2 separate regions of the Anas platyrhynchos genome follow, and region 2 is linked to region 1. The links are chromatin contacts, called in public Hi-C maps. All regions are on one chromosome and are shown on one strand. Each heading gives the region's core, a stretch centred on a gene start, on an enhancer-like site or on the middle of the called end of the contact. The rest is flanking DNA. Distances are from core to core; before and after follow the strand shown.

Evidence for each region. A called contact is a pair of places that touch in the nucleus more often than the background predicts.
Region 2: a Hi-C map of subcutaneous adipose tissue shows a contact between it and region 1, with 1.7 times the contacts expected there. The contact joins the enhancer-like site here to the promoter of CRYBB3 in region 1. A contact is called at or near these places in 2 of 8 Hi-C or Micro-C datasets (liver and subcutaneous adipose tissue).

What each region holds. Positions count from the first base shown.
Region 1 is chr16:1,243,117-1,245,816 of IASCAAS_PekinDuck_T2T, forward strand. CRYBB3 (crystallin beta B3) reads right to left here and starts at 1,390. Exons shown (of 6, transcript XM_038187534.2): 1 at 233-1,390.
Region 2 is chr16:1,279,657-1,282,356 of IASCAAS_PekinDuck_T2T, forward strand. All of the region lies in intron 6 of KIAA1671 (KIAA1671 ortholog), which reads right to left. Among named protein-coding and RNA genes, the nearest start is that of CRYBB3, 37 kb to the left of the region's middle. Within about 2 kb of position 1,270, at least 3 of the 8 cell types and tissues checked have an H3K27ac peak or open chromatin away from gene starts, as enhancers often do. A contact at or near this core is called in subcutaneous adipose tissue, where this site is marked.

The sequences.
Region 1 (2,700 bases), core at 140-2,639:
GCCATCCTCTCCCCCCTGCACCCGGTGCTGCTGTGCGGGGCCAGAGCATCCTGGGCTGGCCCCAGCCACGCTCCAGGTGAGCAGGGATCCTGCTCCCACCCCAGGTGCTCATTGAGCTCATGTCTAAAAGCCTGGCCTGTTTCCAGCAGGGATTTGGCTGATTTCGCCACCACACACTGGAGGCACCGGTGCCCCCCTAAATCCCCATCCAGTCCCACGAGCAGGTCGCTACCTCTCCCGGAGAGCTCCTGCGCTGGTGGCAGGCGGCAGCCTCGCTATTTATGCGCTGCGGCTGGACAGGGCAGCACTTTGCCCGGACGCTGATGCAGCAGCCGCGTCCACCCGATTGCGTCCATGGGATTTCATCTCAATAGCGTGGGCTCGCGGCGCACCATGGAAGCGTTGTTCGGATTTCTCCCGGCTGTCCCTTAGAAATGCGCCGCTCGATCTGCAGCAGATTAACGTGGAAACTCGCATCAGCACGTTCACGCTGCTTCTTGCCAGCTTCTCTGGAAAACTCTCCCATCAGCAGTAAAGGGGAGGGTTTAGCCTAGAAACAGGCGCAGCGCAAAGCCAAAAAAAAAAAAAAAGGCAAAATATTTGTTTGGGCTGGAGCACAACGGGGCTGTGCTGGTGCCCAGTGCAAGCCCTGACCCAGCAGCAGCATCGCCACCGCGTCCCCTCTCCCTCGCTGCGCCCCGCTGAGCCTCCTGCCCCTGAGCTCGGGGAGGTGAACGGGGCTCTGGGGCCTCGTACGTGGATGGATTCATCTGCACAGGCAAAGCACGATCAGAGATGGGAAAAACGAGCAAATGCCAAGCTGAGGAGCCTGCGCTGCGGCCCCACGCTCCAGGCTTTGTTCCACCTCCAGCAGCGCTGAAAAACTGGAGACCACTGAGCCGGTGGCTGCGGGGTGCCCTGCCCCAGGGCTCATCGAGATCCAGGTGGAATCCCAGCATTGGGGTTATCAACCTCTGACCTGCTTTCAGTGGGCCTTTTGAAATGAAGAGCTGGACGCGAAGCTTTTAATGAAATTGCCAAAAAGCTACAGCCCTGCTTGGCCAGATCGGCCAGCCTGGAGCCTGTCCCGCTGCCCCTCTGCAGCCTTGCCCAGGGGGGCCCGCCCCAAACCAGGCACTCTGCTGCAATTCCTGCATCGCGCCCGCACATTTGAGACATTTATGGAACCCCCTTGTGCCCACGGACAGCAGCTGAATGCAGTTTGGTTTTACCATTTTTTTTTTCTCATTTTTGTCTTTGAACGCAAAACCTCCTGGCTGTGAAAAATAAACCGACTTCTATACAGGAGGACTCAAAGGAGGGAGTGGAAGGTGTCGATTTGTCTCTTTCACCAAACAGAACTGTTTCAGCAGATGACAAACACGCAGCTCTCCTCACCAGCGTCCCCCTGCACACTGGGCTCTGCAGTGCCCACGGCTCTCCCTTACCCAGACGCTCGGAGCTTGCACAGGGATGAGGCAGTCGCAAAAGGGACAGAAGGGACACGGGATCTCATTGATTTTTCTTCCCAACAGACCTGTTTCCTTTTGCTTTTAAGTCCCTTTGAGAAATCCTTACAGTGCATTGTTAGAAAATACTAATTGCACCATGCAATACACAACAGACAGAATAACTTTTATTACTTCGGAAATTATGTTGTACAAAATATTTTTATAGCACAATATATTTACTGTGTGACCCTTATTTACATCTGCTATAAGGCTACGTGGGACATAGAAAAAAATTATCTGTACAATAGCTCCTTTAAAAACAGGCTCAATACGGTCTTCACGTTTAATACGGAAAAAGAAAATCCATGAACCATTAGACCTCACCTCTCCTCCTCTTCCAAATCCCACCAGTCAAGTCAGCAGTTATTGCAGGTGGTATTTTTGAGAAAACGTGGAGCTGAGAGGTTGCCTGCTGACCCCCAGGAGCCTTCTCCAGCCCCCCCCCTACAGGGACACCCACCCACACGGCCCCGCTTGCACCAGCACGAGGCAGACCCAGGCTGGACCAGAGGCTCCCGGACTTGGTGGCCCCAGGGAAGGAGCCTCCGAGCACCAGGTCCCCAAATCCACGCTAAAGCTCCGTGGAGCCTTGTTTCTGCCACAAAAGCCCCGTCCTCCCTAAAATGCCACCCCCCCTCTTTTCCCATCACCCACATGAGGGTTCACATTCGCTTTTCCTTCCCAGCACGTACTTGAGCAGATGCAGGGCGCAGAGCAGGACATTGGTGTGGACGCGTCTCACACACCCCATCCTACACACCCCATCCTCCAGCGAAATGAGCCGCCCCCCAAGAAAGGGGCATTGTACTGTCTGAGTTTGATATCTGCAGTAAATCATCAAACTCTTCACCCCACCACATGCATGGAGCACACTTGCTTTCTACAAGCAGTAGAAAGGGCCACAATACCGTAGGAGCAGCCACGGATGCTTTCCAGGGTAAGGAATAGAGAGGTAAGTTCCTTTTATTGGGGCACAGGTTTTAAAAGCATTGTGTTTGTAACTATTTGACTTAGAACAGCCCTGATCTCACTAAGGTATTTTGGTGTGTCAGGTCTCCATGTAACGCCTTGACATCAAGCCATGGCCTCAGTTAACACCTAAGACAGGAGGCATTATTTCCGGATTTTTTCACAAATACTTAAGGTTATACATGGCTGCTCCAGATGAAATGGCTGATCAGCTGTTTGC
Region 2 (2,700 bases), core at 20-2,519, 36 kb after region 1:
TGATGCATTTCCATCATCCTTTCAGAAAGGATAAAATATGGAACTTCTTATTACTTCCTGGCTAGAGAAATTTGGTATTATTTTCTCCCTTACAGAATGTGCTCAGGTAATCTCCAGCTATTGAAGGTATAAATGTGACTTTGTGCATTCAGAACACACTCGAAGGGAAAAGCACTCTTTCGTGCAAGGCGTTACCTTCGTCAAAGAGCAGGAACAAGAAGCTGGAGAGTAAAACTGCCTCTGAAATCACTGCAGCTGTTCTCGGCACAATCCCACGCCTGCCTAACAAGTGCCTGAGCCACCTTCCCTCCGCACAGCTGGAAGCGCCGCACACCTCGCTGCTCTTGCTGCTTTCGCCCTGCAAAACCCGACTCCACGCATCTCTCATTTACATCACCCACTTCTAGATCACAGCGAGCAGAACAAACAATACGAATAAGTTTGTACAATATGTCCTTCATCCATTTTACCTTGCAACTCGCCATTTTTAATGAAAAAAGCAACAGCATTTACAAGCCACTGCTGTGTAACAAGCACCCTGGGCGCGCACACTTCCATTATTTCCTGCTCCACGCTCTCCCTGCCTCCTCTTCCCCATGGCCCAGCCGTGCTCAGCGCTACCTCCATGTCCCCAGGACATGGCTAGGGCAGGACCTACTGCTTCCCCCAGCCACCACCCCAGTGCTGGCCGGGCATTAAAATGCCTCCCGGCTGCAAAAGGCTGCATCAAACTGCTCATTAGTCCATTGCTACAGGCAGGGCCTTCATATTTTTTAGACGAAGGGCATTGTCCTCACTAGGCCTGGGGCTCCGTGGAGTTTAAGTGGCTGATTTGCTGCAATCCCTCCTGCGTTTGCAACCAGATCTGCTGCATTTCCTGCCCTGACCTGCAGAGTGCCATAGAATTGTGAAACAAATCCAGAATTAGATCCAGCCTCATCTGACATCTGCAATCTCCAACTCCCGCAATCAAAACTTGCCAAATACGTGGATAGCAAATAACCTATACTGCCTCCATAACACTGCGTGTATTTACCAGCCCCAGCCATGAATCACTAAACCAACTACTACATTTTTCCAAGCTTTATTCATGTTTAAGATTTACCTTAAGTTAATTTTTAAGAGAAGCCTTGCACTACAGTACAAAGTCCCCTCGTATCTGGAGGAAAGCCTGCTACAAAGAACTACTTTCTCTGTGCTCAAGCTGCTCTCTGAAATGCCGTTTCCTTTCAGTACAGTAAACATGCACTGGCTGTATTAACAAGTCCCAACTGCTGAAAGAACAGAAACAATAGTGGGAACTTGGCTGTCGCCCAGCGGTAATGGCACGGACAACAGCATGGGAAAGCAGGAACTGAGTCAAAACAACTTTATATCAAAATATTAGTAGAGAGGCAGAGAGGTTACCTCTGGTCTGTGTGTGTTGATGCTATTTAACAGCCTCCCTCAGCCCTGCATCTGAAGGGCACTCTATTTGGGTGCCCAGAGCCCGACATGCTGATGGTGCAGGCAGGTCCTCAGCCTCGGCTGCTCCGAGCCCACAGCAGCGGGGTCCTTTCCAAAAAATCACCAGGTCTACAAGTGGCTGCATCTTTGAGCACAATCCTTACTGCGCCACGTTAACCTAGAACGCATTATTTCATAAAAGCATTTCATGGTAAATTAAACTTAATCCCGTTCCTAATTGCAACAGGCTGCCGGGGGTGCTGTGCGTGCAGCAGCGTGCACAACAGCTCTCCCTCGCGTTCCTGGGGGGAACGGGCTGCCCCAGCCAGCTCTGCTTGCTCACAGCAGTGACTCAGAAGCCAGGATTCCTCTCCTATGACAACATTCAGGAATTAGGAGAATGGCTATCTAAACAGGTAGCAGAGCTTCGCTCGCTCTCAGATGCCCAATTTGCTGCCGGCATCAGCACAGCAGGCACACCACGACCACCACCCAGCTGGGAGGGGTTTGTACCTCTGCAAAAAGGCATACCCGAAATGCAACCACCCAGTCACCAGAATTAAAAGCAGTGAGCTTCATCCCAAGGGAACCCCAAGGCAGAAGCCACCAAGGGCAGGCTGGGGCAGCCAGCACATGGAGCTCGGACCGGTGCTCACAGCCTCCTGCCATCGCCGCGCCGCTGCAGTGACACGCAGTGGCAGCACGCTGAGCAACGACCCGCTGCCTCCTTTGCAATCAGCTGATGAAGAGGTATCAAAACAGTTTTAAAAGGCAGCAACCGATACCTTGTCAAAACAAACTTGAAATCCGGTTCCTTCCTGCAATAACCTCATCTTCTTTCAATTTTATAATTACTGTTTAATGGCTGGCAATAATGAACGAGGTCTTTTTCAACCATCACAGTGCTGCAGCATAATGTTTTATTGAAAACATGCCATTTTCCTTTGAATGCTTTCGGGATGTGTTCACCACTCAGACAGGTGCCAGACTGAGGAGCAAACTCCTCAAGAAGAGCACGAGCACATCCCGTAACCTCACTCTCACCAGACATACGGAAAGGCCCAACCTTGGCCACCTGCACTTCAGCCGAGCACCGCAGCAGCAGAGCAATGCAATTTAACAGAGGTCTCTGGTGCCAACAGGATTTCATCGCAGTGATCTGAGCTAAAAAATTGCTCTGGGTTAGACACATGGAATCAGAAGACATCGACCAGAAGGAACCCCAGCGCCCTTCTAACCTGCATTTTGACCACG